Linked DNA regions of Mus musculus: all the other regions are linked to region 2. A link is a contact called in public Hi-C and HiChIP or PLAC-seq data. All regions are on one chromosome and are shown on one strand. The core of a region is the stretch at or near the end of the contact, and the rest is flanking DNA. Distances in the headings are between cores, read along the strand shown. Region 1 holds the start of Atp5j2 (ATP synthase, H+ transporting, mitochondrial F0 complex, subunit F2). Region 2 holds the start of Rpl21 (ribosomal protein L21). Region 3 holds the start of Slc46a3 (solute carrier family 46, member 3). Region 4 holds the start of Ubl3 (ubiquitin-like 3). Region 5 holds the start of Zfp655 (zinc finger protein 655).

Region 1 (4,726 bases), core at 2,137-4,636, 1.6 Mb after region 2:
TCGAGGGTGCATTGTCGTTTGGGACATCTCAGTCACTTACAGATTTCCTTAGGCCTCACACACACAAGACAGTAGGTCTCGTTTGAACCTTTCTGTTTGGTTGGTTTTTGAGACAGGATCTCATTATGTCTCACAGGACAACTTGAAGGAGTTGGTTTCCTTCTAACTACCTGTAGGTACCAGGGATGACCTCAGGTCATTATGCTTGGCATCATTGTCTTTACCCACTGAGATATCTCACTGGCCCAATTATGTTTTCAAGTTTTATATATACACACACACAAACTGCAGAGGAGGGAGAAGGAATATAGGGAACTTTCCAAAGATGAATGGGGCCATGTTTGAGATGTCTAATGATAAGGGTTAAAGGGCAGGGTCGATGGCTCAGCAGTTAAGGTGACAAATACCCCGAGTTTGAGCCCCAGAAACACCATACCCATCTATAGCTATAATCTTTTTCTGAGGTCTCTCATGAGACAGAAGGAAGTGGTCCAGGAGGACATCCTTGGGGTCTTCAAAAGGAGAAGACTGAGTACTGAAGCACTTGAATCCTATGGCGTCAGGCGTAAGGGGGTGGTTCAGAGCATAATGGTGTTTGCTACCGAGTCCGACAACCTGAATTCCATCCCCAAGACCAACATGGTAAAGGGAAGAACTGATACTCAAAAGGTTTCCTCTAACCTCATACATGCTATGCCACATACATGCCTCACCCCCACACTAAATCTTTTTTAAAATGCCCAAGACCTGGGACATGATTCCACTTTGCTTTGAAGCCGTATTATTGGAGTTATCCCTAGTGCTGAAAGATTCCACTGTGTGTACCAAGATAATGCAGTGGAGCCCCAGGCCTTGACCATACATGTGCTTCTAGGACCTCCAGAAATGCTCAGGAGAGCTTTATAGCTCAGTGCTAAAACCTTTGCCTCCCATGCACAAGGCCCTAAGTCCAATGACTCCAACATCTCAACAAAACAAAATGAAAATTGTTTTGTGACCTTTTGTTTCAGACAAAGACTCTTTAGCCTGGGCTGGTTTCAAACTCACAGTGATCCTCTTGCCTAAGGCTTTCAAGTCCTGGGATTGTTGCAGTGTGCCACTCTATCCAGCTTTCCCATGAGACTAAACATGCAAGTGGCTGGAAGGTGGCCTATAATTGTATTAGTGACAACTCTAAGCATAATGGATTCATCCTTTCATGAACACAAAGCAGTAGATAAATGGGACCCTTGAATGAGACTCCTCTCTTGCTTCCCCTCTGCCCCAAGACAGAGTCTGGGTAGCCCTGGCTGGCGTGGAACTCGTCCTGTAGACCAGGCTGATCTTGAGGGGAGGTCCACCTGCCTCTGTCTCCCGAGTGCTGGGGTCAAAGGCCTGTGACACCCACTGCCTCCTTCTCTCTTGCTCATTAAAATCTTGAAAAGTCAAAAGCATTCAGAGCTGAACTCTTGATACTGGCTCTACACTCAACTCTAAATACAGGCAGACTCAAGCATTCTGAGGCGAAGCAGGGTTTGGTGGTAAACACCTGTAATCCTAGCACTTGGGAACTTGACATAAGAAATGTTGGGCTGGTGTAGATCTTTGGTCCAAGATAGAATCACTTAAGACACTAAGATGATGACCCATGTGGGACCACCCAGCCCCTTCAGGGAAATGGTAACTGAGCCGACTACAGCCCCCTTCTATACTAATAGCTAGAGTGCCCTGCTCCCCTTCCAAAAACCCAGAAATGAGCACAACTTGGACTATAGGAGGATTTCTGGTGGTTAGATAAAAGCCACCATTCCTTAGGAACGGTAAAAAGAATTGTGACTATTCCACAGTGAATAGCAGGTAAAAGGAATCGGGAAGCCCAGTTTTCTGTCAAAAGGAGTCATTTTCCTTACCTTTGGCATTTACCAGCATATCAAAATGCATGCTGGCCTCCAGTCTCTCAATATCACAAATACCCATTACACACAGCAAAGGCCATGTTATAGCATTCTGGCTCTTTTCATCTTCTCTATGCTTCTCCCTTTAGCTCCTGGACTCCCCCCACCCCTCCAGCGAATCATTCTTATAAGCCTGCTATTCTCACTCCCACCCTACCCCATGCTCTCACTCTTAGATTGCTCTGACCATGTCCAGTCAGATGCCCATGTTAAGTCTACTTCTCTCTGCTCTTCCAGATGCCTCTGGCTGTTCCCTCTCACTCATATTTACAATAAACATCCCCTCTCCTGGGGGCTGGAGAGATGACTCAGTGGTTAAGAGCACCGACTACTCTTCCAAAAGTCCTGAGTTCAAATCCCAGCAACCACATGGTGGCTCACAACCACATGTAATGAGATCTGACGCCCTCTTCTGGCGCATCTGAAGACAGCTACAGTGTACTTACGTATAATAAATAAATAAATCTTTAAAAAAAAATCCCCTTTCCTTATGGGGGCTGGAGAGATGGCTCATCTGTTAAGAGCACTATCTGCTCTTTCAGAGGACCCAGGTTTCATTACCACAAATCACATAGGAATTCACTACTGTCTTTCTAACTTCAGCTCCAGGGGATCCAATGACCTCTTTTGACTTCAGTGGGCCCTGCATGCATGTGGTACACAGACATATATGTAGGCAAAACACCCATGTACATAAAAATAATTTTAAAAACCTTCACCTTAATTATACCATGGAGTGGTTATGTCAGTTTATACAGGCAGTGCACACATATAATTCCCATACATGAGTTGTCACTGCTAAAAGTTTCAGGCCAACCCAAAACATATACTGATTTCCAGGCTAGACTAACTCTGTTATTGCATACAGTCTTGCTGTATTTCAGGCCCAAATTTGGGAATTAATGGCAAGATAATGCCTGTAGCTATATAGTAGTCTGACTTTGGCGCTAACATGGCTTAAATCTAATACTTCTGATTTTGGGTCAAAAAAACTACCTTTACGAGCTTTAGAAAATACCCATTTAAGCAGGTGTCAGCTGTGGAGGCGTGTTTGCAATCATCATGGAAACCACTTAAGCATGTGGAGTGGAACTTCAGAGGGATTTGGGGGTCAGAGCAGTGAATAGCAAGTAAAAGGGACTGGGGAGGGTTAAAACAAATGTTCCTATTCAAGGCTTCTCTGCTTTTCTTTCTTTTCAGCATTGGGAATGGAACCAGAGCCTTAAGCACTCCGGGACTGAGCCACACCCCTAAGCCTCTCATTCCTCATGAGAGATCCAAAAGTAGAAGGCAAAAAGTCAAAAGGTCCCTTTTCTCTTTTGTCCTTTGCTTCCGCCTGGGATAGGTCTCAAAATGCTCTACCTAAGTGGTGATCTACTTCCCATGAGCCTCTGCTTCCCGCTCCGGCAGGGGTGCGTGCGCCCTTCCCAGCAGCCTTTGCGCGCGGCTGGAGTTCTGCGGACACCAGGACTTCAAGATGGCGTCACTCGGTGAGTACTCGGCCCTTTCCTGGCCTTGGGGTTGGAAGCCCGATTTGGGCACAGGCTCCAGGGCCACAGTGGGGTGAGAAGGAACCGCGGGAACTCTTGCTCTTCACCCGGGGCTTCACTGAAGCCTCCCCGGAAGCGCGCTGGACACTTACTATAAGGTCCTGTGCTCCCGCCCTCCTCCCTCCACTCTGCAGCGGATTTCTGCTGTGCATCGCCTGGCCTGGCGGTGGAAGACCCAGTCAGCACGGAGAGGCTTCTGGGGGCCTGCACATGCGTTGCCCGGAACCATTTGTCTGTCCTTCCGCGGAGGACTAAGCTGCTGCTTTTTCTTCCTGCGCGACTTGACACAGGCAGGGTCACTTGAACCTTTACGCTGGGCAGCGCTTGGACCTCCCTGGAGATGAGGCTTTCAGATTACGGTCCAGGACCAGCGAATGCCTAGAATGGTTCCCGACACCACATTATGTTACATACGTGTCGACTGAATACGCCTACTGGGGTGAAGTGACCTGTTCAAGGTCACCAGTCCTGAGAGAGCCTCGCTGGGATTCAGACCTAGGTTGGCGGGTCTCATGATAAATGAGATTACCTTTCAGAAATGTCCTTGTGACAGACAAGCAGATGTTCCCTTAACACGTACGAGTCAATCTCCACACACATTCATTGCGCACTGTTGGGATTACACATTATTGTTGTTTTTGTTATTATGTGTCCCACACGTGTCTAGGTATGGTCATGGGAATGCTGGAGCTTGTGTCCAGGTTCGAGGACAACTCCGAGGAACTCCAGTAGCCAGGCTAGCCATTTCACAGTTGTCTACCTCCTCCTTTTGAGACAGGGTTTCACCATGTAGCCCAGATTGGTCATGAACTTGCTGCCACAGTCGTGATGTATTAGCGTCTATCTCTGAGTGCTAGGATTACAGGCCTATGCTACTGTACTTAGCTTGTTACAGTGTTCTTTATCTCAGCCTGGGAAGGTGAAGGGGGGGGTGTCTAAAAACGGGGTGTGAAGGAGCTGAGCCTTTTTGATTTGGTTTGGTACTTGGTTTTGCAAGATAGGATTTCTTTGTGTAGCTCCAGCTGTAATGGAACTCATCTGTGGATCCACCTGCTTCTGTCTCCCCAGTACTGGGCTTAAAGGTGTAGGTCACTGCCACCTGGGGCATTAGCAGCTATTTTATCTGTAAAATGGTAGGAGATGGTTAGTGAACACAGCTTTCAGAAGAGACAACGGGAAGAGCATTAATGACACTGCTCAAGAGGCTGAAGAAGCACAATTGTCAGCCTGGGCCTTCCTCTC
Region 2 (5,047 bases), core at 642-3,141:
GGGTTCCGTAACACTGCCATCTTTAATAACAAATATTATCTTCATATGGGGGTCTAACTGTACAGCCTCATCTGGCCTTGAACTAGAGAAATCTGCTTGCCTTTGCACTGAGTGCTAGCTAGGCTCAAAGGCATGAGGCAGCGCTCTCAATTCCTAATAAGGTTATTTTTAACTGTATCTTTTACTTTTCCCCCATCCTGGGCTATTAACTTCAAGTAATTAAATCACAATTCCTAACACGTGTGCCCTTCCCTCCACTCCATCAACTTACCTTGATGTCTACAATATCACCCTTCTTGTAGATTCGCATGTATGTGGCCAAAGGAACAACGCCTGCAAAAGGAAAAAAAAAAAAAATCAAGACTTCTAGAACCACAGGTACACTTTCATGAGTATACCAGTTTCCAACCCAAGTCCACATTCGGCAGTTACATACACTGTAAAGGACAATGTCTCTGACAAGCAAAGCCAGACTAAGACATGCCACTTCTCCTCAGGCACAGACATAACAAACTTACCATGTTTCCTAAAAGGCCTAGAGAACATGTACCGGGTGCCTCTCCTCTTTCCCTTTGTGTTCGTCATTTTGGCGAGTTACTGAAACCAGAAAAGTTATCAGTCAAATAACAATTCACAGTTTATGTTATTAACTGTCCCAATAACCACACCCCCAAAAGTCATCTTGTCGCACAGGGCAGGCCCTCTCAACCTCAGCACCTCCGTCAACCTTCCAAATCACAGGAATTGAAAATGGGTGCCCACAATTCCTCTTAGCAAAAGAGGCCAAATTCTATCATTAGCACCATCAGACTGGATGCTAGAACTTAAGCCAATACATTGCAACCTGCAACTCCAGGGTAACTTGAAGACCACCAAACTCAGCCTCTTTGATGCTGTTTAATTCCATTTTACTACAGTAGCTTTCTATCAACAATCTCTTAATCGCACACCTGCACTTTCGAATGCTATTAGGAAGCATGCATAGAAAACCACATTCCAACTAAATTTAAATGCTAATTTAACACCATCTACGAACTTACCTACTACACATATTTAGAACCAGATCGTGTATTCCCACAAACCAACAAGGTTTGGATTACTCCAGTCATCCAGGGCAGAAATACCCGCCATTCCTAACCACAAGGGAAGCTCCAAAGCATGGTGTACTAGACATAACCCCTTGCCCTTGTAGTCTTAAGCAGCCTTAATGTTACCTTCCTTCCCCACGCTCGTCTTCTAGGGCCAAAATTCCTAAGTGTTTCATGTATCCAGAGGAAGGGTCCCCATTACATCATTACCAGGCTGACCCGGCGGGCACCCTCCTCGCCCGAGCCAATTCCAGGCTTCGGCACCCCGGCATCGTTAAGACCCAAGCAGAATCCTAAGTCCCAGCCCGACAGCACATGCTCAAGTCTGGGGTTGGGCGGACGCCCGGCAACCAAGACTGCGCCAGGCCCGGCTCCCCCGGATAGAAGCTCCCTAGCATACACCGCCCAGGGCAGTGACCTCCAGACGGTCTCCCCACGCCCCTAACACGCAGTCTCTGCGGCGTGGGCGCCACACGCAGCGTGTGTGGAGAACAAGACGAGAGAGCCACGCGCGTACCAACCTGGAAGATGGCTGCGGCGGCCGAAAGGAGGAGGGCGGGGCTGCGCGCTCTTACAAGGCCCGAGGGCTGCCCGCGAAGCTGCCTGAAGAGAAACGCCGGGCCCGCGAGGCTGGTCGAGAGAACCTCATCGTCCCGATAACCTGGAGACGCCGTGAGGACACGCTCCCCGGCGCAGATTAAAGGCAGCAGGCCAACAGAAACTCACTCAGGCATCCTGCTAGACATCCCGGAATGGGGCCCTCGCGGGCGTGGAGCCGGACGCGACTTCCGTAGCGTGCTGACGTTACCTTGCGTCGTGTGACGTAGGAGGCACCGCCTCTCTGGGTTGCCCAGCGTTTTGCGGTGTGGTACTTGTTAGTGTTAGTGTCTCCTGAGTTTCCAGGCCATCCTGAGCCACATAGGCGAGACCCTGTCTCAAACAAAACAAAACGCCTCACTTTGGTTTTCTTTCCTCTCATACCTGTAGCTCGAGCCTATCTAGAGACTAGCCTATCTTGTCTATTAATTGTACAAAATAATAGGTTTCATTTTGACATCTTAAGACAGGCGTGTGTGTAAAGTACTCTCATCATAGGCACCCCATTAGCCTTTTCCTTCCCTTCCTGTCTCCCTGGCTGTAGATAAGGGTGTTTAGTCAGTCATACTGGAAGCAGTATTCCTAATAATCTATGGGGATAACCGAATTGGATATTACGAGCGCTCGAATAATAGATGAGGACTTTGAGAGATGAACATTGTTATTTTTATAATAGCTATTCGGATCGTCATTCCACATATGCAGTAGTGCCCCACTTAAAATTGGAGACATTAATTTCTGTCCTTAGTATGCGTTCTTGGGAAGGTAATTCCCACCTTCAGCAAAACAAGAAACTAGCGTGCTGGTTCAGCCAGGAGGCTGGAGTGAGTGCACGTCTTAAGCTGAGATCTCTGCCAAGCCATGCTCACGGACAGCCTGCTGACCGGAGTCTTCTGCCTGCTTCCAAGCTTCATCCTTGAATATTTATGAACTCTGAAAACCACTGTATCCGGCTAATAAACCCCAATAATAAATTCGCTAAAATCCAGCGAGTGACATATCCAGCCAGGGTTAGGTTCTGCTGTTTGAAATCCCTACATGATGACCATTTAATTGGAAGGTTCTGTAATAAGACTGAAGCCCTAGCCGGGCGTGGTGGCGCAGGCCTTTAATCCCAGCACTTGGGAGGGCAGAGGCAGGCGGATTTCTGAGTTCGAGGCCAAGGCTGGTCTACAGAGTGAGTTCCAGGACAGCCAGGGCTATACAGAGAAACTCTCTTGAAAAACCAAAAAAAAAAAAAAAAAGAAAAAAAAAGACTGAAGCCCTATCTCAGTGTGTGAAAAACATAACTGATTTAATTAACCAGGAGTTTAATCCGAGGCTTCAATTATTGAGCAAACTTTAATATCTATGACCAAATTATGTACGGTTACTTATAATTAATTTTTATCTTGGTCATAACAAAATTTTATCCCCAAGGCAATTTTTGTTTGATTTTGAGATAGAGTCTCATTGTGTGGCTATGACTTATTTGGAACTCAGAGGAATCTGTCTCCCTCTGCTTTTTGAGATCTGCCTGCCTCTGCATTCTGGGTGCTGCGATTAAAGGTGGACACCATCATATCTGGCCTGATTTTTCTGTTCTTTAGCATATTACTTACTTTAGTTGATTTGGGTTGAGTGTAATCAAAATGATACTAGTGCTTGCCTAAGAGTTGAGAACATAAAGGTACTATACAAAAATTAACGCCAGGATTAAACATGTTCTTGCTCTGGGCCATTGTTTTAGACTTTACCAATCTTTACCTATTGCCTGTGATGTGTGTGTGTGTGTGTGTGTGTGTTTCGTGCCTCGGTGTATATGCACATACATATTCAGGTATATAAGTTGAGAGTTAAAACACTTACACTAAACGTGCAGACCCTAACTGTACAATTGGATTTTTTTGTACTAACATTTTTAAGCTTCATAACCTATACCTGCAGTCAATATTCAGAATGTTACCTCCTCCAAGACTCCTGGAACTTCTTCCTAGTCAATCAACTGTCCCATCAGAATCATGAAATATTCTCATTTCTGATTTCTTTTCTCTATTATTCCTCTTGTCTCTTTCTTTCATTAAACAAACAAAGGGGCTAGGGAATTGAATCGAAGACACAATGTATACCAGACAAGCGCTCCAAGGCTAAGCTACACCCCCGCCCAGTATCCCGATTTCTATAAAAATATTGTTGTTTAATTGCAGGTAAGCAGCACCATACAATTTATATGTTCTTTTCTCTCTCTCTCTCTCTCTCTCTCCCTCTCTCTCTCTCTCTGTCTCTTTTATCCTGCATAGTGTTTTTGAGATTCAGTCATGTTGCACATGTCAGTAGTTCAATACTACTTAATGCTAACTAGTATTGCTAACTAGCATTTAATGCTAACTAGTATTGCACTATGTGGATATGCTGAAATGTGACTTCATGCTCTTTTAACTAATATCAGGTGGGATACAGGACAATTTACTTTTCTCTTGATAAAGATTAAATATTTGTTCTCTCTCTTGATAAAGCCATGCAAGTTTTCGTGAACTTGTTCTTCAGTCGGGATGACAGGTAGGTAGCAAGGACATTTCTGGTTGTACGTTAGGTCTGCACATCACTTCATTTTAAAGCATTCCAAGTAGCTCCCAAAGGGAACAGTTTTGCTTGCTTAGCATTCTCCTCTGAAGGAGGAATCATCAGTGCACTTTATTACGACGACGGGGTCTCACTAAATCTCTCAGACTACTTTGAACTCTTGGGCTGAAGTGATCCTTCTACCTCAGTCTCCCTTGCAGCTGAGTTGTAAAGTTAGCTTCTTCGCCATCCACAAGAAACTCATTTTTACTGCAGGTGTCTTATTTATTTGAGACAAGGTCTCAATACGTAGACCAGGTCAGCCTCAAACTCATAGAGATCTTCTAGCCCCCATCTCCCCAGGACTGGTATTCAAAGCATGCTCCACCATTTCTATTTTATTTATTGGTTTGAACTATTGGTGATCAAACACCTCATGTATGCTAGGCAAGTGCTTCCCTACTGGCCTATGTCCCCAGCCCTGCCACTTTAAAAAATAGCTGTGGCACTAGTTCCATTGTACAGACCGTGAAAGCAAAGTCATTTCCTGAGTTCCTCATGGTCGTTTTGTCTCTATGTAGCAGGTGCCATAATTCATATTGCATTCAGTATTTAGGAGCATCTAGATTCAGTCAGGTACTGCAACACAGAATGAGGCTGCAAGCGTAAAACGTGATCCTTGCTCTCAGGAACCCACAGGGAGACTGAGAAGAGAAAGGTAAGACCATACATTATCCACGTGACCTAATAGAAGAGCCTGAGTTTGAGCACTGTGGGAGTTGTGCAGAGGAAACTGGTAGTCCCCCGATTGGAGGAAACGG
Region 3 (5,280 bases), core at 1,187-3,686, 1.1 Mb before region 2:
CTGGCCTTGAACTTGTGAGCCTCCTGGCTAACCACAGATGCCCTGACTTTCTTCTTCATGCTGAAAGGTGGGATAGCAGAACAGCATAGGAGAGCAGGTGCTAATTTGACCCTATAGGTACATGCCTTTTAGAGACCTTTTGCTGCCTATTGATTTCCATGAGAAATATGGCCTGGAACATAGATGGTGTCTCTCCTCTTCTTCCTCCTCCTCCCCTTCCTCCTCCTCCTGAGTACCTGATAGGTTTGCACTTCTCCTCATGTCCCGAGTGACCTGTTCTAGCCAATGGCGTGTGAGAAGTGGCTTTTACCCTCTCTGGGGTGAACCTTTTAGAGCTGGTATCAGCTCCATCAAGTTCCCTTCCCTCTCCCCTTGTGGCAGTGATAGAGTTCAGAAGGACACTCCATCACCTTTGTCCCTGAGTGAACACAACAGGAAGTGAAGTTTCCCGGGACCCAAGGTGGACATGCAGCTCAAGTGACAGTTACTGTCCCACTAGGAGTAGATCACTCTCTAAGATCTTAGTGATCTTGGCCTCCTGGATTTTTATTTGAAAAGCAAACCTCTGAACTGAACACGTCACTCCTTGTGGTTAAGATCGTTAACAAGTGGAGAGATGACTCAGCGATTAAGGGCACTGACTGCTCTTCCAGAGGTCCTGAGTTTAATTCCCAGCAACCACATGGTGGCTCCCAACCATCTGTGATGGGATCTGATGCCCTCTTCTGGTGTGTCTGAAGACAGTGACAGTGTACTCATATACATAAAATAAAAATAAATAAATAAGAAGGAAGAGGAGGAGGGGGAGGAGGAGGAGGGGGAAGGAGGAGGAGGGGGGAAGGAGGAGGAGGGGGAAGGAGGAGGAGGAAGAGGAGGGGGAGAAGAGGAAGAAGAGGAGGAGGAGGAAGAGGAAGAAGAAGAAGAAGAAAGAAGAAGAAGAAGAAGAAGAAGTAAGAAGAAGAAGAAGAAGAAGAAGAAAGAAAGAAAGAAAGAAAGAAAGAAAGAAAGAAGAAGAAGAAGAAGAAGAAGAAGAAGAAGAAGAAGAAGAAGAAGAAAAATTGTCAACAAGAGGTTGGAAATCAATCAAACTCTGTAGATCAGCTAGCAGCAATGTTTGTTATTTTAGGCATATGAAGATTGTACAGTGCTGTGAAACTGTCAAGAGTGCGATGTTGAGAGTTACTTCCTCAATTCTCTCTGTGGCTATCTAGAGTCATCAGATCGCCTTCTCTCCAGTACAGAATATCCTTTTCTGCTAGTCAGCTCCTTTAGCCGCCCTTCCCACTCTGAAGCTGTTCCAGATCTGCCTCGAGAGAGGGTGGTTCAGTGGTTAGGAGCATTGCACCAGTACTCTCATCTGGGCAAAAATAGCCCATAGTCTGGAGTGTTACTCCTTTATCAATAAGGCTCTGGCCCACATCTGACCTTGATCTCTAGATAAGAGTAAGAGGCGCATTTGCAGGATTGTCCCCCACTTCCTGACGCAACCACTCCAGCCTAAGGTCTTCCTTTTTTGGACGGGTCCCCAAATCACAGAACTCTCAGCTTGCTTCTCTTCCTCAGGAAGTAACCCCCTATCAGCTGCAGGTGTGCTCCAGCTGTGCGCGTTGGCGGCCATTAGCGGCGGTCCTACTGTCTAGGGTGTTGCCATGGCTTTGTGAGACTTACTTACATCTTCTCAACAGAGAAAGAGCCGACTTTCAGAGAGATTTAACAATCCCCTCCCCCGCAACTCAGCAGGGGTGGCTGGAGAGAAGCTCACTAATGAAGAACACTTACTGCTCTGGGTTCCGTTTCTACGCTCTCAGGGCAGCTCACAACTGCCTGTAACACAAATTCTAGCACCATTTTCTGACCTCTGCTCGGCGTGGGCATACACATAAAATAAATGACTACGTAAAATGTAGTGAATATTTCGTTTAAATTTTCCCAAGGCCAACAACTCCCCTACTCGGAACTCTTCTCCTCTCATGAACTTTCAGTGTCTTCTCTCTCACATTGCTTGTGCAGACGCTTGCTGGGTCCACCGGAATGCTGCAGTGAACTGCAACCCTAGCGTATGACGTTTCCAACCACTTATTATTATCATCATTATTATCATTATTATTATTATCATTATCTGCTTTGGACAGGAGTCTTGTTATATCGTTGGGCTAGTCTCGAACTCTCGATCCAGATACCTATGACTCCACGGCGCTTCAGCGAAAACCAATAATCCTATCCAGATACGCTTAGCAGAACCTTCGCAGAGCTGCCGGGATCACCCAACTTGCCCAGCAACTCGGGGAGATTCAGCCGCTGAACCTTCGGGGGCGGGTGCAAGAGAATGACACTGCGCTAGACCAATCGCTACGGGGGCGCCGGCCGCCATACCCAATCACAAGCGAGCTAGGGAAGCGGGTGACAGCTCCGGCCGAAGATTGCCAGCTCTTGGCAGAGTGATGATGCTCGGCGGCCGAGTCACCACTAGGGCCCAAAGACCAAGAGTGCGGCGGCGCGGGGAGCGGCGGGGACTGAGTCCAGGGCCAACAGAGTCCGGGAGGTGCGCTTATTTCTCTTTGCCTTCTAACAGGGCTCGAGTGTCCCGTCCCAAGGGACGTCCCCCTGTTGCGGTCTAGCTCCACCTCGCTGCCCCTTCCTTTGGCTCTTCCCAGCTGGCGAACCGTGCTGAAAACCCGGGGGCGCTACGCCCCGCACTGGGTAACGGAGAACACAGTCCCGACTACGGTCCCACCTGTGCCTAGCCTAGCAGGAAAACTGTAACCGTGGGGTGAGTTTTAAAAACGAAAACAGAAACTAAACTCCCCTTCCGATCGGGAGCTGCTTTTTACAAGGCCCTTAACCTGCAGCCAAAATAATAGTAATTACATAACCTCCGGGTCCCCGGGTAACTTCATTGTTTACCTTATGGGAACCGGCCGGTGCTGTTCTGCTCAGCACTGTGAGCATTAGCTAAGCGGAGTCGGGGGCGGAGGTTGACTTAGTCCCTGCTCCTCGGAGAGAACTAGGGTACCCTCTCCCGGCAAGGGCACTCTCTCAGAAATCTGGAACTCTTTTTGCTTGCTAATGTTTGTTTATGACACATTGTTCCAACTTCCCCACTTTTGAGAATTTAGCCTCTGGGATAAAAAATCAACTGATGATTTCTATCCCCCCCCCCCACACTCGCCCCGTTTCTCTCCTCCCGCTTCCCGCTCTGCAATAGACTCGATCTGCCCACTTGAGCAATATGAAGATTTCATTCATAGAGCCCGCCATTCTCCTGAACGCGTTTGCTATGACTCTGACCATCCCGCTGACAGCGCAGTACGTGTACCGGAGGATCTGGGAGGAAACCGGTAACTACACCTTTGCTTCCAATAGCAATGGCTCTGAGTGTGACCAAAACAAAAGCAGCTCCATCTTTGCATTCCGGGAGGTAAGAAATTAAAATTAAAACCTCCCATCCTGGAGTCACAGGGAATGGAAACAGGTTCCAAACCAAAGAGGCTCTCCAAGGTGTGACCACACACACACACACACACACACACACACACACACACACACACTGAAATTAAGCCACCTTCTCTCTGTTCCTATTTCGGTTAATAGTTCCTCTTGACACCTTTAATCTGGCTCTTTCTAACTCTCTAAGGCACCTCCACTCCTGTCCCCAATCCCCACCCACCTTGTGGGACCAACTCTTTTATCCTTAGGAAATCTCACTACAATCTCACCCACTCTTCCTTGGTCTCTTGAATAACAAAAGTCCAGAAAAACTGACCAGAGTCAGCTGCCTCCCATGGGGGCGGGGCAGCAATTGTTGAGGTCTGGAGGCAGCCTTAGATAAGATAAACTGGGCTCCCTGGAGTTGAGTCCTGCATCCACATCTGGGCTGGCGAGTGCTTACTTTAGCTCTCAGTAAAACCGTTTAGCTAGACGTGGTGGGGACTCGCTCGGTTCTGTGTGTATCTGACAAGAGCTTTGTCATCATTCTCATCATTCTTATGAGGCAGGCTCTGTCAAGCAGGATTCAGGAGACGTCAGCTGTTTATCTACAGGGCTGCGTTTGCAAGCTCAGAACTGCGCTCACTTAGGCATATTTGGTGGCAACAAAAGATTGGCCCTGCCTTCACCCGCACAGACAAGAGAGGGTGGAGGCAGCTGCACAGCTGCCTTCCCTGATCGTAGGGTCTCTCTGTACCGGCAAATGAGCCTGGGGTGAGGACCCGCAGAGAGTGCCCATGGGAAGGCCTGAGGCCCCCCGCAGCAGCCCAAAGGTAGCAGGCAGAAGTGGATGGGACAAAGTTCACCTGCATGGCCAAGGCCTGCCCTCACTCATGCCCTCTTGCTGAGGAGAGCTTTCTTGGAATAGAGCATTCCAACCAGCCATGGGGACAGCACAACCATAAAGAGTCATAAGGGCCTCACCAGTGGTTCACTGCCCTCTACAAAGTCTGCTCACGTCTGTAATACAGCACTCAGGAGGCTGGAGGAGGGTTGTGAGTTCAAGATCAACCTGGGCTACCCTGTCTCAAGGTAACAACAACAATAAAGGGGCAGAAGGATGGCTAGATAGATAGACAGACAGACAGATAGGTACATCGATTGATCGTTAGAGGTAGGTAGAGAGACAGACAGACAGACAGATGGAAGAAGCTAAGTACTAGATCACATGACTATGATGTCCAAGGGCCTAGGCTGGATTCCTCAGATCTTAAAAGAAAAATGTTTCAAGATCCATCTTTCCCAGGATTGAGAAGGTTCCAGGAGCTCATCATTTCTGAGATCGAGTCAGGGATTGTTTTCAGCCCTCCCCGAGTACCGGGGCAAGCCCCTTGCTGCAGTATGGGAGGGAAGCTGGAGCCTGGGAGGGAAGTACCTGTTTGTGTTCTACACTGAAGGAAGGCCAGTGTTGGCTTCTCCAGCTCTAGTTGTTGACCAACACCCCACATACACACACACACTGCATAGAGCAGTGTGGTCTCTTTTTGCTTTAAGGCAAACTTCCAATTTGATGTTTCTTTTCCTTTTTTGTTTTCAAATGGACTAACATTCAAGTGACTATGGGGGGGGGGTGTTGTTATGTTTTATTTTGTTTTTTGTTTTCAAGACAGGGTTTCTCTGTGTAGCTGTGGTTGTCCTGGAACTTGCTCTGTAGATCAGGCTGGCCTCAAACACACAGAGATCCACTTGCTTCTGCCTCCCGAGTGCTGGAGTTAAAAGTGTGAGGCACCGCAGCCCAGCCAAGAGACTATTCATACTCTAAGTCTTGTTCCCCAAAGTTGGTGCCCTCAGATC
Region 4 (4,661 bases), core at 1,111-3,610, 1.7 Mb before region 2:
CCGTGACCATTGCCATAACCTAATTCTCTAATAATTTTCTTCATCCCAGTGACCCCCTGACTCTGCCTCAGAAAACCCCTCTCAGCTCTACGAACTTAGCAGCAGCTATGGCTGAGGGGCCCGCGGTGTCATCATCCATTCTTAGAAAGGCCCTTAGAGATTTAGATGAAGTTCCCCGGAAGTGCGGAAGAGCGTCAGAGAGGCAGAGGGGATCAGCAAAGACGCCTTCGCGGCAGAGTTAGCTCTTTGATTTCTTGTGAGGTTAGTTTTTCCATATCAAAACTGCTGTGTCATCCACTGCCTCCCGGGTGATGCTGACAATAGATTCGAGGACGGATGGTGTCACCCTTCCCTGCTGTGCCCCGGCAGGCTCCTCTCTGCAGCCCCTCACTTCACGCTCCACAGTAAAGGCAGCACGGCAGAGAAATCCGTTTGTGTTCTGCAGTGCTCCTTCATGCCTGAATTATGTCAGGAGAGGGTTCCAACGAGTTTTGTGGATAATAACATCTCAGCCTGTCTTATTTGAGTAGTTAGAAATGCAACCAGGTGCAGCAAGCTTACTTTTAAAAGGCGCGGCCTTATACAGAAGGGGCAGTGGCAGACAGCATCCCGTAGAAGACATGCTGTGTGATTTTGGGCTCAAAGTAGGGGTCATTACATCCCTGGCAATGGGGCTGGCGGACAGCTTTCCTTCGTTCTGCCAACTTCTGCTTCTTGCCTTTCAACAGCACTTAGGTCTGTCAGAGCCATGGTGGGTGGTGGGGAGGGGGAAGGAGGCTGAGGAGAGTAGGCGTGGCATGGGAAAGGGGGCTGAGAGTAGGTGTGGCATGGGGAATTAACGTGGTAAACATCTTTAAATGGTAATGCAGTACTCCTTCAGAATCTGTTGGTGGACTGAAAAGCTTCAGTTGTTTGGATTTCCAGAAGGGTTCATGGTGGGGAAGGGTTCTGTGCTTATTAAACACACACGGAGAGAAACTACATTAAGAGTAGAAAACCATGGAACCCACAGATGCTGAAATAGGGAAGCCACATTGGGGTGAGCCTGGGCCTCTGTTTTCCTCTACGTTTGGATTCTTAGGGAGTTGGGTCTGTGATGTAGGCTCCTAGGAGTGTATGGAATGCCTTCAGCCAGGCCGCCACTCAAGAGACAAGTAGGTCCTCTGAAGTGTCCCGTGAGTTCCCGTCCGATGAGGGAACACGTGACTGGGGAGATGGTTCTGGGGAATGACGCAGGCTCCTAGACAACAGGGACTGCATAGCTCACGTCTGAACTCTCAGTGGCCGCAGAGCCTGTGGTGCACCTGTGCGTCGAGAGAGAAAGAGGATGAGTAGCCACCGTTCACGTCAGAAGATGTGCTGTTATTTACAAAACGATGTATGTGCCATGCATGAAATCATCCTTAACAGCACCCAGACTTTAGCCCTGGAAGGTAGGCAAGGCTGCCTTTAGGTGAGGTCACAACTGTAGGTGGGTGTAATAGTATCGTGTGGAGACTGCCCTTCCGAAAGGTCTGAGATATGAATAAGGCTCAACTGAATACTTGTGGTTTCTGTATTCTGATCCTAGATCCGTGGTAGACATTATTTTTTCACCTAAATATTCTAGCATCGGCATTATATTATGCTGTTTTAAATTCACAATACAATTACGTCACCGGGTCAAACAGGGGCTAGGCTGGGAAGTGGTGAATCTACATGTAGTCTCCACTACCACTATATAGTTTCTGGTCATTTCAATTAAGCGGATTGCAGCTTTATGGCCCTAGGACTTCAGGAAACGTGTGTTCAGACATTGCCTCTGCTTCACAAGAGTCTTGTTTCTGTTGAACTTCCACGGCCTTATTGGAAATCAATGATTGTTTCTGATCTTCAAACTGTCATGTTGAGGAGACCTAAAGATTAACTCACTCAATAAAATGGTTTGAGATTGCAGGATGTGGAGAACTTGCAATGATTAAAACACATGCTTCTGCACCACGGTGTGTCCTATTTTAACTGTGTCTACACAGTGCGCGAGGGAATTTCTCCGTGCAAGTTGTTTTCCTCCAACAATCCGCGTGATCATGGCATTTCTGGACACAGGTAGGGACTGACTCCAGAGCAAGAGCCTCTAAACTGAACCGAGACAAGGGCGCTATCCTTTCCTAGCAACTGTTGCTATGCGGGGGCGTGGCATCGATGCGGGCAAGGACGCCCCGGAGGCCCCTTCCCCTCACCTGCACAAACTACATTTCCCATGATGCTCCGAGAGGGCTCCGTTGTGACGAACGGAACAAGCGCAGACGGGGGCGGGGGAGGTGGGGGGCGCTATTCCCAAGTCGGCTCTCGGGCACCAGCAGGGGCCACCGCCGCCATGTTGGGCTGAGGCGATGACAGGAGGCGGCCGGGGCGTGTGGGATTGAGAAGTGGAGGAGGAGGCGGAGAGTCAGGGCTCTGAGGGGGAGCTGTTCCCAAGCTAAGGGAGGAGCCCCCGGAAGACGCTGCGGAAGGCAGGCAGCGAGGCGGAGGCGGCCGGAGCCCAGACGCGATGCGGCCCGACCGGCGCGGCTGCGCTGAGGCGCCCGCGGCCTGAGCCCCCCCGGCGCTGCGCTCGGTTCGGCTCGGCCCAGTTCGGCTCGGCTCGGCTCGGCGGCTGGCGAGGTCGATGCCCTTGAGCGCGGCTGCGCGCAGCCCGGCTGTGCGGCCCCGCGGCGCGCGCTGAGCTTCTCGGCGGCCCCGGCCGCTTTCAGCTCGGCGCTCGATGTGTAGCCACATAGTTATCTGTACACTTCGTCGCCGGGGCTTTAATGAGGACCTGAGTCGCGAGCGCGTGTGAATCACCGCCTGGGCCGGGGAAAGAGGACGGCGCATTTAACCCCCTCCCACCCCGCTCCATGTCCGTGTGTCACTCGGCTCTGTCCACCTGGCGCGGCGGGTCCTGGAGCTGCTACTGCTGCTGACGATCGGCTCCCCTCGCGCCTCTCGCCCCAGAAGCTCTTGTGCTCCCACGTAACTTCTACTTTTTTTTTTAATTTTTATTTTTTTTTTCATTTTTGGGAAAAGCTCAGCACAAACCGATCAGAATTGTGAAGGTTCTTTTTTATTTTTTCCGTAGTTCCAGCACTTCTGCTCTTGCTTTTTGTTTTGTTTTCTGCGTAAACCTCTGGCCCACTCTCAAAAGGCAAGATGTCCAGTCATGTCCCGGCGGATATGGTAAGTGAACGATAAGTTCCGACGTTCGGATTGTAGTGTGGTTTCCAATCTTATTTAATCGGAAGACGACGCTGGCGTCGGGGCGAAGGTTTCTGGGGCCCGGCGGGGGTGAGAAATGGGGGGCACTTCTGGAAAAGCCAATCTACTTGGCTTTGGAGAAGTTGGCTCTTCTGCCCCCCTCCCCCCTTTTCTTTTAGGAAGCACTGGTTTTTGGTGTGGTTTTGCAGCTTTTTCTTTCTTTTTTTCTTCTTCTTTTTTTTAAAACCACTGGGAGTCACTGGTTCGGTTGTGTTTCCTAAGTCGCCGGAGGCAGGGAAATGCAGTGGAAGCGGAGGAAATTCCTTCCCGATTGCTAGAAGGCTTTCAAGGCTTGGATTTAAACGCTTCGGGAAAACGTCAAGGGCTGTGTGGACACGGCCGGGGACGGGCGGCGAGCTGGATACCTAGGGTAGGAAGAGGCTGTCTGGCTCAGTGACAGACAAGATCGTTCAGACGTAGGTGCACACTTGATACATTTCAGGGGCAGCGGCGCACCTCTTTGGAAAAAGTCTTGCTGTGAGCCCTTCGAAACGTCTAGCTGAACGAACAGCTATGACAACCGGAGCTATTTAAATGTTTTTCAATTCTAGGTTTATGGCGTAAAGCGTCCTTTTTAAAATATAGATATTCCAAGGTTTCTTGGTACCAAGTAATTAACAGTTTTGCATTTTAGGTTTTTGTTTGTCTATTGTTTGTTTTAAGCCAGTTAAGCATGTTTATTGAGCCTGGATCACTGGGCGTTGAGAACTGGAAACAAAAACTGCTATTGTTTATTGAGGCTTTTTCCTTTGGTTTCTAAATGTTAGGGTTGCGAGTGTGTTGACTGACAGTTACTGTGTAGCCTTACAGTGCTGAGGGGTGGGTTTGTGGGCGCGTGAAGTGACACTTTGCAGTCCTGAAGGCAGACATAATGCAAGTAACTGGGAGATGAATAATCCTTCTGAAAGAATCGAAGTTAATGTAATCATGCCCACTTATGTCAAGTTGACATTTGAATGTGTATGTATTACAGTGCAGAACCAAGATTGAACTTTGCTAATGGTTGCATTTTTAAAATGTCAAATATTTCTATGGAGAGATGACCTGTTTTACATATTTTTAAAAGAAAAATGACCCTAAATTGTGTATTTTGACCTTGGTTTAAAGGCATTTTGTTTGTTTGATTTTCCACTTAATATGCTGTTCAAATGCAAAGGAACCACTGGGCCTGCCTCCCGGGTGGCCACCGCGCTTGCAGCCTTTGCTTCCGGAGTCTTTAAACTCAGGCTCTGTCCTTTTAGCTGTTCTTCCTTCTTGATGTGTTCAGGGGGAACAGTCTCCTGCCTGCCTGAGTGGCTGCCAAGGTTCCCTTTACACTATTCTCGAAGTTGCCTGGAGAGGTCTCTACACAGAACTGCAAATGTTTCTTCCTCTGTTTGATGAGTGAT
Region 5 (5,018 bases), core at 1,443-3,942, 1.6 Mb after region 2:
AGAAACAAAAACAGTCATGTTTCCTCACAATCCTTTACACCCTCCAACAATGTCCCACACAGTACCCTCCACATAATGGTACTCCATCTGTGTTGCTGACATACAAGTTCCTTCAGGCACTGGTGCTGATCTATAAGAACTACGACATAGTTCTTACATAATAAAACCAGCAGCTAAGTATGATGCTGTATGCCTACATTCCCAATGTAGCTGGGGGGCCGAGACAAGATTCATTCAAATCATGGGCCGCATAGTACTAGGCCAGCCAGGGCTACCTATACATTAGCAGGATCCTATTTCAAGGGGAGGAAACACTTACCTATTTAATATATGTATGTGAATAGATAGTTAATATGATGTAACATCTGTGCATGTAAAGAGACACTGTGTTCAAACAGGAAATTAAATGGTTGCTTTCTTGACCAAAATTGGATTATTCACGAACACTGAAGTTGCAAAAGAATGGCAGGTAGCAAATCACACTAGATCACCAGGAGAGGAGGCAGACTGAAGAGAACCCAGGGAGTCCCCGAGGCCTGCGTTAGGTAAGCTAGTGAGACATGGCAAAAGCAGCCTTTGTTAGAAGTCATTCTGGTTGTGGTGTCTGCAGTGAAGCTCATATTCTCAAGGCCAGAGCAGGGTGATGGGCGGATTACAGACAGGCTAGCTACCCTAACCACAGGGCCCAAGCCAAGGACTCACACCTGCCACGCCCTTCCAGTTCTTCCACTAAGGCCCACCTTCTTATTCAAGACCCTGGCCTCTCTCATGTCAGGCCAGGGCCCCTTACTATTCCCATTCTCCTTGAAGAAAGTGTGGTCTCTGCCTTACCCCCACTGAATCCCTGCTCCATGTCCGTGTCCTGCAGAAACCGAAGCTCTGGGGAAAGACATTCAGACTGGTTCTCCAAAGGCTGGAAGTGGCCCCTGGGTGACTCTGCGGCTTCTTGGGATGTTACCTCCTCCATCCCTGTTCAGGGGACAATGACCATCACTGCAGGGTGAGAGTGAGAAGAACTGCTTAGTAAGTTAAAATGTCCCATAATCTCATATTCTCAGGACTTGGCAAACTATTCTATATATGATAGACTTTGTTAAAAAGACATTTTTTTAAAGCTAGTGTTTCTCTGTGCAACAAAGCCCTGGCTGTCCTGGATGCTCTTTGAAGACCAGGCTGGCCTCAGACTCACAGAGACTTGCCTAAGGGTTGGGATTAAAGACCAGCACCACCACACTCAGCTAAAAGCAGACTTTAAAAAAAAAAAAAAAAAACCAGCCTGAAGGTGGTAGTACAAGCCTTTAATTCCAGCACTGGTGAGGCAGAAGCAGGTAGACACGAGTTTGGAGCTAACCTGATCTACATTCCAAGACAGCCAGTGCCTCAGAAAGAAACCCTGTCTAGAAACCCAGCCCCACTAGATTTTAGTTGTCACAGTCCACAGACTTAAGTTTCTCTAAATGTAATTAAGTAAAGTGCATGGTAATTAGGGCCCAAGAAGGGTTTAAAACCTAAAAAGTTACCAAAATAAACAAAAAGAAAAACACAGAAGCAGGAGATGCCTGTAATTTAAGGGTAGAGTACTTCCTAGTATGCACAAGGCCCTACCTTCAATCCATAACAACCTCCCCCTTCACAAAAAAACAAACATGAGTACCATTCGGTTTCAAAACTTAAAACCCAAACAGGAAGGTGTAAGAATTCGATATTACTCAGACTCTACTGAACAATCCCAAATCTGTGGTTTAAAATATATGTGTGTGTGTGTGTGTGTGTGTGTGTGTATCGCTGGGCGTGTAATCCCAGCTCTCGGAAGATTTAGACAGGAGGTTCAGAAGTTCAAGGTTAGCCTCAAAGCTGTCTTTTAAAAACCCAAACCAAAACAACAACAACAACAACAACAACAAAATAGCTACCATTAAAAGAATTTTTTTCAACACAGTACAACTGCGTAAACCTTTCCATGGAGCGTCCTAAGTAATTTAGAGGCTCAAGCTGAGACCCAGTGAAACACGCCAGATAAGATTACTCATTGTTTTTCTCAAAAGCAGGCCCCTTAGGAATCATGTGGTAAGCGGTAAGGCCGTTCTGCATTACTCAATGGGCCCCGATGAATAATGATACAACTCACTTAGGAGACAGACCCTTAGGGCAGGCTGGTCGAGCCACCTGCGCGCAGCACGAGGGAGGGCTGCGAGGAGCCTGGTGTCCTTCAGATCCAAGGACGAGCCCGGGTTCCGTCCACCGTCCACCGTCCACCGCCCTCCGCCAGGCTCCCGGCCCGTCCGCAGGCCTCGCCCAGAGCCACCCTCCGCCTACCTCTCTCTTGGGCAAAGGTTCGGTCCCCAGAGGGCGAAGCGGGCCACAAGACCGAGCTGCCACCCGGGCCCGGCCACTGGGTTCGCACCACGGGGCCACCCCGGCTCCCCGGGCTCCGCGACGAACCCGGGAAGAGGGGAAAACAGGGCCGCGAGCCCGGCCTTCCGCGCGCCCCAGCTCCGGGAACAGCCGTCAGCCCGCACGCGGCGCCTCCTGCGCGTCCGCCCCGCGGGCCAAACAAGCGGTCGCTCCCACGGCGACGCGACAACGGTTCCCCGGGACTCACCCAGGTGGAGAGGCGGGCCTGGAGACTGTCCCGTCACGGAGGCGCTCCTCGCTCAGCTGCACCAGCCTGTCCGGGGCCACTCTCTCGACTGCCAGAAGGCTGACGCCTTACGTCACTTCCGGCGACGGAAGTCCACGGGAGGGCGGTCCCGGGTGAGGTTCCCGGATGAAGAGCAGGGGTGAGGGTGTCCCGGGTCGAGCTGTCAGCTGACGGACACGGGATGCGGTCTCGTGGGTGGGGTCCGCAGCATCGCTAGATAAGGCCTTAGTTGCTGTTGTGCTTCGCTTTCTCGAGGTCGCACAGCCCTCCCTGCTGATTAGGGCGCATCTTACACCAGGAGGGCGACAGAGGTTGGGAAAGAACTCCCGACTCCTCCCGGGCCGCAAGAGCGTGCAGGAGGATTCCTAAGCAGAAGATGAAATACCACCCTCGTGTCTAATACTGGTTTGGTCCGGCTTTATTTCTCCTAGGAAGTGCCTGACCCCAAATTGCCCACAGAAAGGGACATACTAGGTGTTGCCCTGCCTGGAAGGGACAAACGTTTTCCCCAAGAGGATTCGCCCAAGGTCACCAAGATTTTCCTGTCAGGCCCTACTTTGAGTCCCACCCTTTCCTTCATGTTTGATTCTTTGCCTACCATGAGGTGAGCAACTTCTTCCAACAGGAGTTCTTCGCTGTGTGCAGCTTCACTGTAGACACAAAGGGAGCAAGTTTAACTGAGAACTGTTTGAAACTGTGACACAAAAATCTCTCCTCAAGCTTGATTATCTCAACTATTTTTGCAATAGTAGATGCAAAGCCAAGACTCCCATAATTTTGTTCCCCTGGAAATTAGTGAAGCTCAGAATCTTGTAATTTACAATCTTATAATTATCTAGTATTAGGAACAACTGCTACATAAATCAAATATTTTAAAATACTGCCCAAGGGCTGAAGACGTGGCTCAGTGTTGAAGAGCACTGTTGCACTTCCAGAGTACAAAGGTTCGCTAAGTTCCCAGAACTCAAACTGTGGCTAACAACCCTGTCACTAGGTTCTAGAGGTGGATCTAATGCCCTCTGACCATGGGAGACGCTGACCACCCCAGGTGAACATATATGCATGCAGGCAAAGGATACACATATAAAAAATTATTTGGCTTGGAGAAATGGCTTACCAAGTAAAAGCCCTAACTGTTCTTGCAAAGGACCGGAGCTCAGTTCCTAGTTCCCACGGTGGCTCACAACCAGTGTAACTCCAAATCCAGAGGGTTGGATGGTCTCTCTTGGGCTCCTGTCACACATTTGGCACAGTGCACACATATGCACACACATACACACACAAAATAAAAATAAATCTTAAGGGAAAAAAAAACTGCCCACAACAGGTGTGGTAGCCTATGTGGTGGTCTATACCTGACAGGTGGATCTCTGTGAGTTCCCAGACTAGTCTACATAGTGAGTTCTACACTATCCGGGGCTACATACACCCTGATCAAAAAAAAATTTTTTGAGGATTTATTTATTTTATGTATATGAGTATACTGTAGCTGTCTTCAGACACAGCGGAAGAGGGTGTCAGATCTCATTACAGATGACTATAAACCACCATGTGGTTCCTCGGATTTGAACTCAGGACCTCTGGAAGGGCAGTCAGTGCTCTTAACCACTGAGCCATCTCACCAGACCCCAAAATTTTTTTTAATTAAAAAAAAAAGAAGAAGAAGAAAAGAAAGGAGGAGGAAAGAAGAAAGAAACCAGGGCTCAGGGCTCATAATAGGGTTTTTTAAAATGTCTGTGTGTATCTCAGACAGTGGTGGTGCACATATTTAATCCCAGCACCCTGGAGGCAGGAGGGAGACCTCTGAATTCCAGGACAGCCTGGTCTACAGAGTGAGTTCCAAGACTGTAGAAAGAATTCTGGAATTTTGGTTTCTTTAAACATACAGGGGGAGGGGGGAGGGGGGAGGGTGGTGGGGGTGGGAGAGAGAGAGAGAGATTATAAAAATGTCTTTTCATTTTAATCCCAGGTGTGGGGATATAGGGCTGCTTCAAACTGGTCACAACAGCTGACTGTGGTTTGCCTTGGGCTCTAGCAAAAGCATAGTTTTGCCAGCTGCAGGTAGTTTCTGCAATTGTGAGACATTTGAAATTCTGGCTACTTTCATAGGGTATATAAATGCTAGGGCCCCACTAGGCATGGTTGGTTGTTGGTCACTCAGGTAGGTTGGTTGTGGTTTGTTAGTAGTTGTGCCCAAGGAAGAAACAAGAAGAAAGATAGAGTTCCGTGAATCTAACTTCTCTCTGGCCACCCTATCTTTCTCTCTCGCCTATGGAGTGACAAGGGGTGAAACTGGGGCCAGGGATAAAGAGTGTAAAAAAGAAGAACCCAGCCGCGCAGTGGTGGCGCATGCCTTTAATCCCCAGCACTTGGGAGG

What was found. Hi-C and Micro-C count contacts between places; a contact is called where the count stands out from the background. HiChIP or PLAC-seq counts read pairs in DNA pulled down with a chosen protein or histone mark.
Region 1: an H3K27ac HiChIP or PLAC-seq map of embryonic stem cells shows a contact between it and region 2, with 8 times the contacts expected there. The contact joins the promoter of Atp5j2 here to the promoter of Rpl21 in region 2. A contact is called at or near these places in 10 of 39 promoter capture datasets (cranial neural crest, embryonic stem cells, frontonasal cranial neural crest and 5 more), 1 of 115 datasets of contacts at active chromatin or transcription factors (embryonic stem cells) and 2 of 9 other capture datasets (embryonic stem cells and liver).
Region 3: a Hi-C map of B cells shows a contact between it and region 2, with 7 read pairs. The contact joins the promoter of Slc46a3 here to the promoter of Rpl21 in region 2. A contact is called at or near these places in 3 of 39 promoter capture datasets (cranial neural crest, hippocampal neurons and pre-B cells), 1 of 484 Hi-C or Micro-C datasets (B cells) and 1 of 9 other capture datasets (liver).
Region 4: a Hi-C map of B cells shows a contact between it and region 2, with 6 read pairs. The contact joins the promoter of Ubl3 here to the promoter of Rpl21 in region 2. A contact is called at or near these places in 2 of 39 promoter capture datasets (cranial neural crest and pre-B cells) and 1 of 484 Hi-C or Micro-C datasets (B cells).
Region 5: a contact with region 2 is called in a Hi-C map of B cells, with 7 read pairs. The contact joins the promoter of Zfp655 here to the promoter of Rpl21 in region 2. A contact is called at or near these places in 4 of 39 promoter capture datasets (cranial neural crest, liver, maxillary cranial neural crest and 1 more), 1 of 484 Hi-C or Micro-C datasets (B cells) and 2 of 115 datasets of contacts at active chromatin or transcription factors (astrocytes and pancreatic cancer cells).

What each region holds. Positions count from the first base shown.
Region 1 is chr5:145,190,201-145,194,926 of GRCm38.p6, reverse strand. Atp5j2 (ATP synthase, H+ transporting, mitochondrial F0 complex, subunit F2) reads left to right here and starts at 3,386. Exons shown (of 4, transcript NM_020582.3): 1 at 3,386-3,424. The coding sequence starts at 3,412.
Region 2 is chr5:146,829,734-146,834,780 of GRCm38.p6, reverse strand. Rpl21 (ribosomal protein L21) reads right to left here and starts at 1,891. Exons shown (of 6, transcript NM_019647.6): 1 at 1,610-1,891; 2 at 519-597; 3 at 272-333. The coding sequence starts at 585.
Region 3 is chr5:147,891,971-147,897,250 of GRCm38.p6, reverse strand. It overlaps Slc46a3 (solute carrier family 46, member 3), which reads left to right and starts at 2,436. Exons shown (of 6, transcript NM_027872.4): 1 at 2,436-2,770; 2 at 3,206-3,418. The coding sequence starts at 3,230.
Region 4 is chr5:148,550,487-148,555,147 of GRCm38.p6, reverse strand. Ubl3 (ubiquitin-like 3) reads left to right here and starts at 2,360. Exons shown (of 5, transcript NM_011908.2): 1 at 2,360-3,195. The coding sequence starts at 3,169.
Region 5 is chr5:145,229,416-145,234,433 of GRCm38.p6, reverse strand. Zfp655 (zinc finger protein 655) reads right to left here and starts at 2,692. Exons shown (of 4, transcript NM_028298.4): 1 at 2,603-2,692; 2 at 832-993. The coding sequence starts at 967. It also overlaps Gm6287.